Linked DNA regions of Gossypium hirsutum: region 1 is linked to region 2. A link is a contact called in public Hi-C data. All regions are on one chromosome and are shown on one strand. The core of a region is the stretch at or near the end of the contact, and the rest is flanking DNA. Distances in the headings are between cores, read along the strand shown.

Evidence for each region. A called contact is a pair of places that touch in the nucleus more often than the background predicts.
Region 1: a Hi-C map of leaf shows a contact between it and region 2, with 1.8 times the contacts expected there. The contact joins the promoter of LOC121207986 here to the promoter of LOC107897068 in region 2. A contact is called at or near these places in 2 of 34 Hi-C or Micro-C datasets (callus and leaf).

The regions. Positions count from the first base shown.
Region 1 is chrA10:33,750,919-33,756,508 of Gossypium_hirsutum_v2.1, reverse strand. It overlaps LOC121207986 (early nodulin-75), which reads right to left and starts at 1,670. Exons shown (of 1, transcript XM_041078527.1): 1 at 594-1,670. The coding sequence starts at 1,670. The coding sequence ends at 594. LOC121208488 (a long non-coding RNA gene) reads left to right here and starts at 3,111. Exons shown (of 4, transcript XR_005903553.1): 1 at 3,111-3,746; 2 at 3,855-3,961; 3 at 4,044-4,406; 4 at 5,521-5,590.
Region 2 is chrA10:32,859,354-32,864,496 of Gossypium_hirsutum_v2.1, reverse strand. It overlaps LOC107897068 (malate dehydrogenase), which reads right to left and starts at 2,497. Exons shown (of 9, transcript XR_005903548.1): 1 at 2,260-2,497; 2 at 1,037-1,195; 3 at 732-907; 4 at 1-128.

The DNA of each region.
Region 1 (5,590 bases), core at 421-2,920, 890 kb before region 2:
TGGCATTCTTGAATGGCCAGAAATTAAACCTCCTTTCTTCATATATTGCTATGTAATGATGTGAAAATTTCATCTATAACAAGAAGGAATTTGCATGCTCTGCCAAGATTTTAAATAATTGTTTTCATGTTTTCCCAAGCTAATACTACTAATAATTGGGTTTCATAATACTTCACTATTTAAAATAAATTTTTTTTAAGATATGACTTATATAATTTATTCCCATAAAAAAAACTTAAATAGCGATTTGGAATAAATTGACAAAATCACACCAGTTTAAAATATTGTTAGATAGTTCAATAGGTGAAATAAACTTAGAAAGCAAAAGATCCCAAACTAGTTAATATATAGAGTTCATATCATAAAATGTCGAACCATAGATGAGGCTGGAATTTCTAAAACAACATAGTCATGAGGTAGGCACGGCACAACCTCCAAGCCAGGAACAAAATATACGTAACTAGATAGCTACACAACTAATAAAAGGATAAATCAACATCAACTGTTATTCCTATAGTAAAATAGTCCTACCATACACGCTGATGATGATCTTCTAACTGTAGGTTGATGGGAACCTTAGGATGATTTATGCTTTAATTTTCTATTCCCAGATGGTGCCCTGGGTGGTGTCCATGGTGTGGTTTCTGCTCATGGGGAGGCTTCTCTCCCTTACCTTTGGGTGGTATCACATATTTGTGTGGCTCACTTAAGAGGTGTCTATGAGGAGGTTTAGGTTCATGAGGTACTCCCTTTCCCTTACCCTTGGATGGTTTGTCACCGGGGAATGGTTTCATGGGTGGCTTACCGTCGGGGAATCCTTCAACATGTGGAGGTTTACCCCCTGAGTGTTGTGGAGGCTTATGTGTGTCCTCAACTTCGACATTCAATAGGTGTCTATGAGGAGGTTTGGGTTCATGAGGTGCTCCCTTTCCCTTACCCTTGGATGGTTTGTCACCAGGGAATCCTTCAACATGTGGAGGTTTACCCCCTGAATGTCGTGGAGGTTTACCACCTGATTGTTGTGGAGGTTTATGTGTGCCCTCAACTTCCACACTCAATAGGTGTCTGTGAGGAGGTTTGGGTTCATGAGGTGCCCCCTTTCCCTTACCCTTGGATGGTTTGTCACCAGGGAATCCTTCAACATGTGGAGGTTTACCCCCTGAATGTCGTGGAGGTTTACCACCTGAGTGTTGTGGAGGTTTATGTGTGCCCTCAACTTCCACACTCAATAAGTGTCTATGAGGAGGTTTAGGTTCATGAGGTGCTCCCTTTTCATTACCCTTAGATGGTTTGTCACCAGGGAATGGCTTCATGGGTGCTTTACCAGCAAGGAACCCCTCAACATGTGGAGGTTTACCTCCCGAGTGTCTTGGAGGTTTACCACCTGAGTATCGTGGAGGTTTATGTGTGTCCTCAACTTCCACAGTCAATAAGTGTCTATGAGGAGGTTTTTCTCCATGTGGTGGCTCCTCCCCCTTACCGCCAGGTCCACGGTGTATTGGTGGTCGGTGTTCGGGGAATGGCTTGTGTTGTGGTTGCTTCTCACCTGGGAAAGGCTTCCTACCATTACCCTTGGGAAGCTCATTACCATGATGTTGGTTAGCTAGAGAAGGAGTGATGATAAAAACCACCACTCCAACGAGAAACAAAAGCAAGCAGGCTTTAGACATGTTTGGGAATATATCTCTCGGTTTTGTTGTGCCTCACAAACTATAACATTTGCTGCCCTTTTATAGTGGACGGAAAGCTAGACTTATGACGTCACCACACATGCAATTTTGTATTTGCCGTTTACATTGTGCGGTGTTGAGTCGCACTTTGGGTCCCATGTGGAGTCGAAATTTTTGACAAATTTGCTACTGTGAAAATCATGACACATTGAAGTTTAACTTCTGTGAAAAACACGTGGCAAGAATTTTGCGACATACATGGTTCTGCGGATTTTCAATGTGAAATATTGAATCTACATTGCTTTTTGACATTCTAATGGGATCACATGCTATATAGTCAGTTCGTGAGAAGCTAAATACCTTTAACAGGGATGAGTCCAGAAATAATTTTAAGGGGTGAGAATTAAATTATAAAATTTGTGAGGAATTAGAAGTCATGGCATAAGAAAAAACCCAAAGGGGTAAAAAGTTTTCCACATTTTTTAAATTGCAATTGGTTAAAGCTGTCGAGAGATGTCGTTGACAAAATGGTATGAACATTTGAAACTGTGGGAAAGTTGCAGAAATTTGTCATAAAATAAGTACAGATTTGAGTCACGAAACATTATCAATATGTGATTATAGATTATGTTAAAAGAATTCCCACTAAGTTTATCTATAAAAACGAAATCCATAGTACTGTAGATATGATAAGCTTCTGAAAATGATAGGTGTTCCTTTTTCATCCGCTGGATGGGGTTATGGGAAAAGGGGAAGAGTACGAAAGAAAGAAAATAACAGTTGGATTTAACACGTGAAAGATATTATGGTATATGTTTTTCAGATAAATCGATTCATTGGTTGGACCAGATTGAATAATATTTATTAGTGTCTACCCCAAATATGAATATATTATTTTGATGAAATTAGTGGATCCATAACGCAAACTTTGAATTTGGAGTATTCATTGTCTAGGCCCATCGGTACTGAGAACACTATTAGAATTTGAACTCTCTAACCCATATCAAGTTTCTTATGTTTTATTTATATAATAGTACTTGCGGCTTATTGGAATGCATTCAAGGGATTTAATTTATTGAACAAAACATATAATTCCAGCAAATTATTTCAGCTTTCAAAAGCTACTATTATACATGCGTTTCTCTTTTGTTTTTAGGCTTAGTTTATTTCACTCAAAATAATTTACAAAAAATATTTTTAAAATTTTCTATATTTATTTCACAAAAAAATAATTTGGTCAACAAAAAATAATTTTTTTAAAACTAATAATCAGATTGGGCTTTATTAAAATATGAATAAAAAATAAAACATATAGTCCAAAACAGATAATAGAACTAAAACAGAAGAGAAGGCCCAAAATTAAAAAATGGCCCGAATTAAAAAGAATTTCTAAAAAGAAAATAAAATAAGAATAGTCTAGAAGCTCATAATTATCACCGCAACTTTGCCCAATCAAAGAACACTGATGCCCGTCTTGTCTATCAATCTCCCATTTCTTCTTAAAGACGGTTAAAGTTTTCCAACGAAAGCTTTTATCACCAAAACCATTGATCTGCTCATTTGAAACTTTCCTTCCTTCCTTTTTTTCTCTATCCGTTTTCAATCTGGTTCTCGCACTCTATCAAATTCTTTCTGGTTTTTAGCATATCCAGGGATGCTTTCTAACAAGTACACCTCCTCCTTTTTTAACGATTCAGTTGCTAGTATATGTGCTAAACCATTTGCTGATCTTGGAATATATTCAAACACTAAGTTTCTAGATCTAGATGTTATTTGTTGAATATCATGTATATATGCTCCTACCTACAATTTATCTTGTTTTTCTGCCTTGCACTTTTTCATTATTGATAATGAGTCGCCTTCTATAACAATCTTTGGCCATCGCATGTATATTCCCATTTGGGCTACTTCGCGACAAGCGAGTGCTTCAGAGTGAAGGCGGAGGCCACTTCTTGATGAATTTCTGAACAAGATAGAAGAACATTCCCTTCGCTATTTCTAGCCACAATCTCCGAAGCCAATTGAAAATGTTGCCCATCGTATGCTCCATCAAAGTTGATTTTATTTACTGACCAGGTGGGTAATTCCATTTTCTAACTTCCTGCGAAATTTTGGGGGTTCTTTATTCAACCCCATTTAGTTTTGTAATATAACTATTGACAAAGCTAGCTATTTCTTTCCCAGTTCTGCTTACCTTCTCATGCATTCTAGCGTTCCTTTCTCCCTAAATGGCCCATAGCGCACAAAAAAATATTCTACATTGAGAGGGAGTGTTCTGAGTAAAAACCCAGGTGAGCCACTGTAGAAACTCCAAATTAGATTCCTGTAAGAAATTCGGGATTGATAATTCTGTCCAAACTTACACTAAAACAGGACATTCGCGAAAAAGGTGATCCATAGTTTCTGCCCATTTTCCACACCGAGGACAAATTACAATATTTGTTAGCCTCCTTTGCTGCACGTTAACCCGTGTAGGCAAATAATTCCATGATATTTTCCAGACGCTAATCTTAATTTTTGAAGGTAGATTTAGGAGCTAGAGTTTTTTTGTAAAACTTCCTGTAGTCGGTTTGCAAAGCATAAGCTCTAGGATCTTCTTCAGAAATTTGTAATAGTTTATAGGTGTTACGAACCGAGTATTCTCCTGAAGGTTCACCGCTCTAGACCAAAAAATCGTCATGAGGTTCTTTCTCCAAAGGAATACGAAAGATCTTTTCAGCTTCTTCCTCCGGAAAGGTATTGACAATCAACTCCCGCTTCCATTTTCTGTCATTATTATCAATTAGCTCAGCAACTTTATAATCTCACATATTATGAGCAAACGACGATAATCTGAAATTTCTTGCATCTGGAATCCAAGCATCATTAATAACTGAAATATTCGTGCCCTTACCCACCTTCCAGCAAAGTCCTTCTGCCAAGATGCCCTTTGTCGCCCATATACTTTTCCATATATAAGAACTATTGTTTCCCAAACGCGAATTCAAAAAATCCTCATTCGGAAATTATTTCGCTTTAAGTACTTACGCAACTAAAGAGTTTGGGGTATTTAAAATCCTCCATCTTGCTTTGCTAATAATGATATATTAAATTGATTTATACTTCTGAAACCTATCCCTCCCTCTTCTTTAGGATGACACATATGCTTCCACTGACACCAATGTATTTTTTTTTCATTGCCTTTTTGCCACCAAAATTTAGCAAAAAATATTTTCTAACTCCTCACATAATGATTTCAGTAAAAGAGAAAATGACATAGCATAGGTTGGTATTGCCTGAAGCATTGATTTAATGAGGACCTCCTTTCCTTCTTGTGATAGTAACCTGGAGCTCCGTCCTTCAATTCTCGAATAGATCCTATCTTTAAGATTTTGAAAAGATTTTTTCTTTCGTTTGCTTTAACGCTTCAATTTTCGGGAATTCTGTGAATGTTGGCAAAATTTTATACTTTAATTTTGTCATTTGTGAGTGAAATTATGAAATAGGACCTATGTGAAAATATTTGAAAATGCTATAGGCTAAATTGAAGTGGCCAAATAAATAAGAGTGCAAAATAGAATGATTTGCATGACAAACCTCTCATTTTACATGAAGTGATCAGCCATCATGTTGTTGTAGACAATATGAACACTTGATATCCATAATTCATGGTACAAATTGATAATGGATTAGGTAAATGTTCTATGATAATGGGTTAGGTAAATGTTTCATTATAATGGGTTAAGTAAATGTTCTATGATGGGAATTTCATATCTTTTGTATTAAAGAATTAAATGAATGAAATATGAAATTTTATTAAAAGAAAAAGGGGTGAAAAGAATAAAGTTTTGTCCATCTTTGTTCATCATAGCCTAAAGTTGGAGAAGAGAAAGGAGAGGAGAAAGTTCTTGAATGTTCGGTCACTTGGGGAAGAAAAATTG
Region 2 (5,143 bases), core at 1,248-3,747:
GAGATTTGACCTAATGCCCTGTTATGATCCAGCCTTGTCAGACAGGTAATGTTCTTTGCAGGAATTGAAGGTGCAAATTCCTTCAGGATCAATGCATTGGTGTTGGCAGGGTTGGCAACAACCAGAACCTGTAACAAACAGGAAGCACATGAAGGCAAGTAAGGTCAAAGAGTACATGAATTGTTAATCTATAAACTTAGTAACTTTTGAGTGCCAATGAGGAAGTTCCAAGGTCCTCACAGAAAATATTTACATGGACTCAAGATGAATGTCGGATAAAATCTGTCCCAGACAAGCATGTTCATTTTCTCTATATTTTTCCATGTATTTGGAGGATCATACCCCCATATCTCTTCCAAATATATGTTGGACGCTGGTATTGACCACAGGGTACTTTAGAGAAAATGAAGTATCGGATTATCATAGATGTATAGAATGAAATTTAGTCCCTTAATAAACTTTAAGAAGATACAATAACATAATATGATCCCTCCTGCTAAATCAGTACCAAACCACAAAATGTAGTACAGATCTCAAAGGTTACAAGATAATAGAGCTTCAGAATTTGAAAAAATTATATTGTACCCATCTACTTCGGTGGAGAAGAATAAAATTTTAATGATAATCATATAGTTATGCAAGAAATTAAATATAGTAAAAAATGAAAATTTTAAAATTTCATTCCATAGGTGCTCAAAATGCCATAACTTTTGTGAACACATCTTTCTCACCTTGCAGTTTGGAGCTGCATGCTGTTCCAAGGCAGTAGCCTGAGACTTGTAAATAGACACATTCTTTGACATAACATCCTTCCTTTCCATTCCTTCCTTCCTTGGGAAACCACCAACCATGACTGCAATGTTGACTCCAGTGCACGCCTCAACAACATCAGTAGTAGCAACAACACCTGACACCAAAAACAGAAAAAGGTTAGATCACATAACCATACAATATATTCATACAAATTCCATAGAATCGATAATACATCTCAACAACACCATTTGAAACTTGAACCACAGGATAATGAAAATACAACCTTTTAGAAGGGGAAAAGCAGCATCCACCAACTCCATCTTGACTCCATTCAAAGCCTCTGCAGCAGGTGGGATATCAAGCATGTGAAGGATTACAGGCTGATCAGCACCCAACATGACTCCCCTAGCAATCATGGGTACAAGGGCATACCCAATTTGTCCTGTAAATACAACAAAAACGAAAACATTGAATTTTAAACATATCAAAACCAAAACCAAAAGAACAAGTCTGTGCTTCTGTTGGAAAATTTGATTCAGTTCCCAAGCACTTATTTTTTAATGTCATATCCGAAACATATCAAATTCCTCTATTTTCGAGCATGATCCAAAAACACATCTTCCATTACCAGGCCCGTTCTTGACATTTTTGGGCCTTAAGCGAAATAATAAATTGGGCACCTTTTAAAAAAAATATAAAATGTAATACAATAAAATAAAAATATATACTAGTAATAAAATAAAAATTTGGGGCCCCTTTTCTTTGCTTTTTTTTTTCCTGCCTGCAATTAAGTGTCGATCAAAAAACTTAAAGGCTGAATATTTTTTCAAAGAAATTTTTTGGGCCCCTTCCAGCCCTAAGCCCTGGGCAGCCGCACTCCCAAACTATCCCAGGACCGGGCCTGTCCATTCCAATCATGTAGAATTTACTTTCATTTATTTAATTATGGTACTAGCAAATCAACATGTTGATTTTTCAAACTAGACCTGTAAAATCGACATGTCGAGTTGATTCTGTGTCTGGATCAAAGTTCGAATTCGGGTCATTTCAAATACGTCTCAAGTTCAGGTCGGTTTGGGTTGAAAGGTTTCATGTTGTTGCCTGTAAAATCGGATTTGGTTGAATTTAGATTGGGGTTAATCAAGTTGAGTTTTCGGGTTCCGGTAGAAATTGACAGTTGTAGTTCGAACTATAATGAAAGTAAAAAATTTTCAAAACTCCGAATCATCATCCATCATTTAGCATATAAACTTCCACAAACACTACTTGAGCTACTACGCTTAGATCCAAGGCAAACTAATATATTTGTCAGTAAAACCTAGTACAAGGTCAATCATTTCTAATCCAAACAATTATCCGTCCGATCGAAATATAAGAAATAAAAACAAAGTTCAAGTCTAAGTTACGATTAACTGGACCAGATAATAGAGATCGGACTCGTCCAATTAAAATTACTAGATCGGAATATGTTACGTAAAGGATCTGAGAGGTGGAGCATAACAATACCTGCAGCTCCAGTAACGAGGACGCGAACTGGTTCTTTCGCCATTGATGGAGATCGAAGAACAACAAAACGATGCCGTACAGATGGAAGAGTTAAGTGGAGAGAGTGAAGTAGAAATTTATTTCAGGTATGAGGGAAAGAGGCAAGAAACTGAGGTAGATATTTATTCGTCAATGCCTTGCCCGAGGTAAATGATTACAAAAAAAATTAATTAAAAAAAAGGACCTTTTTTTTTTTAGTTTAACGCTGTCGTTTGGAAGGTGAGGTAGAAAGGTATATGCCGTTGCGATGCGGACAACATATGTGGGGCCCATAGATTGGAGTGACGACGAGAATCATGCTTTATCTCAGTTATGTTTTGCTTTGTAACTGAAAACTAGTTGGTGTTAGGCTAAAAAGGAGTGGCTTTAAACTGAGCGTATGCCCCCAATGAAACTATAGCCACAAATGTCCAATGCTTAACCACATATATTTTATTTTATTTTTATATATTCCAACAAAAACAATCACTTCTTGTCAACAACTGCTGACAAAGGGGTTTTGGTTGTCAATTTTTTTATTTGATCCTTAATCTATTATTTTCCATCTACTTATCCAAAAATAAAAATAAAAGCGCTTCATTTTAAAGATTTTTTTTTCTTAAAAATTCACCCGCATCTTCAATAAAACTATGAAATTTAAATTTCACTTGGAAAAAATAATTTAATTTCACTAAATTAAATCTAATATTTTTATTTTTCTTATGTCTTATATAAAAAATTAATAATTTATATTCACAAGGTTGCATATATTATTAGAGTTAATCAAATTTACCTTGTACAATTTTACTTTTTAAAAAATTAACAAAATTTTAAATATATATTAATTTTTTTGTCACCAATATTACACGTGATATACACGTTTATTTGTTAAATTAAGAATAATTAAAAATTATATATAACATATTTAATATAAATAATACTTAAAATAAGTCATATTTTGTAAGTAATAGTACAATATTATAAAATGTTATTTGTGTACAATGTTTAAAAAGACATAATGTAAAATCATATATTCCACTTTTCTATGATTATTGTTTTCATCACTGCAAAATCGATATAGATAAACTAATTATATTATAGATGCTCATAATAATAATAATAATGTTTTTTTAGTTATAAAATTATTGTTGTATATGTACCTTTCTTTTAATAACACTTCCTAATAGACTTTTATTTTTGTGCATTTTTTTTTCATACATTTCTTTCACAACTTGACTAAAACTTTCGATGATGACGTTGAAACCCCTCTAAATAATATAACATATAGTTGTTCATGAGAGAAAATATGTTGTGGCAAACACACTCATATTATTCATATTGTCTGGCCTTGTGCTTTATTAATAGCCATAACAAGACAAAGACAAATAGAAAATTATTTTTGCTTAACCTAAATATTTTTAAAGTGTAAACCATCAACAGTTTTACCAAATGGGTTAAGAAAGAAATGTTCTCTAATAAACTAAATTTTACTTAATAAGAGCTATTGTGATCTTTACAAGTCAAACGATTTTTGAATTTTTAACAGTTGTACAATAATTTTTCTAGATTTGGTCATAATATCTAAGTTGAATATGGATTGTTACAATTATATTAAAAATATTGTAGTAAAGAATAAAATAATATAAAATATGTAAAATCTAAAAATTATTTCAATAAATAACAAAAAATATACATACGAAAAGAAAATAGAAAACATATAATATATGAACAAAGTTTATTAAATTTTAATTTCCTAGCTTGCATTGTATTGATATTATTTTATCATAACTAATATTATTTTTAGCTTATTAAATATAAAAGTGAATCATAAAATAACAAAAATATATATCGAAAAATAGGATATGAAGTTTGACATTTTAATTGTTACTTGTTGTTTGTCCTCTCGTCTTCTATAAATTGGATAACCATATTTTCCAAGCAATTATTTGGAGCTGAATTCTCTTGGATAATGAAACCTGCATTTCTCTTTAATAATACACAAACTTTATGAATTTTTATTTCGAGAAAGGTTAAGTGTAAAGACTCGATTTTTGATGGTATTAAAAAATACGGTTTTAGAACCTTATTTTCGTAAATTGAGACCGTAAATATTAAATGAGAATATTTACAAGAGTTAATGTTAAAATATATTGAAATTCGATTAAGTAATTTAGTCGAAAAAGTGGTTAATTAAGATTCAAGGACTAAATTGTAACAGTCTAATAGCTATAGATTTTTAATTAGGAAAAAGCTTAGAGACTTAGATAACATTTACCCAAAGGATCAAAATGGTTAATAATCCATTTTTAAATAGGTGTTAGTGGATGGCAATAATGATGTCATTAATCTTAAGTAATTAAAGATTAATTTAATGAAACATAATTAAGTTGTTTAATTAAGATTAATTAAAATTAAATATAGTATAAATAGCAACTAAAGTGGGAAGAAAGATGAAATATCATAATCTTCTTCCCCCAAACCGTGGAATCAAAGGAAAAAAATAAAAGGATAAAGCTTTAGGTATTCAAACATTCGGTCATGTAATTTCAAGTAAATCATTATCCATTTTTTTATTTTTATGGAAATTGAATCATAAAAGCTTGATTTAGCTAGCTCATGTATCTGATTTGTCTAATTTTTGAAATTTTGATAAGTTATCATTGTTGAAAATTGAATGAATTAAGTGTGAAATTGATAGAAATTAAGCTTAGATAATGAAAATGACTAAATTGTAAAGCTTAACGAGCTTGATTGTTAGCTTTGTTATATTAGAGAGCAAATTGAATAAAATGTACATTTGTTATGAAATTACGGTATTAATAGAAAGTAGAAGGTCCCTAATGAGTAAATGTGAAATCAAATTTTA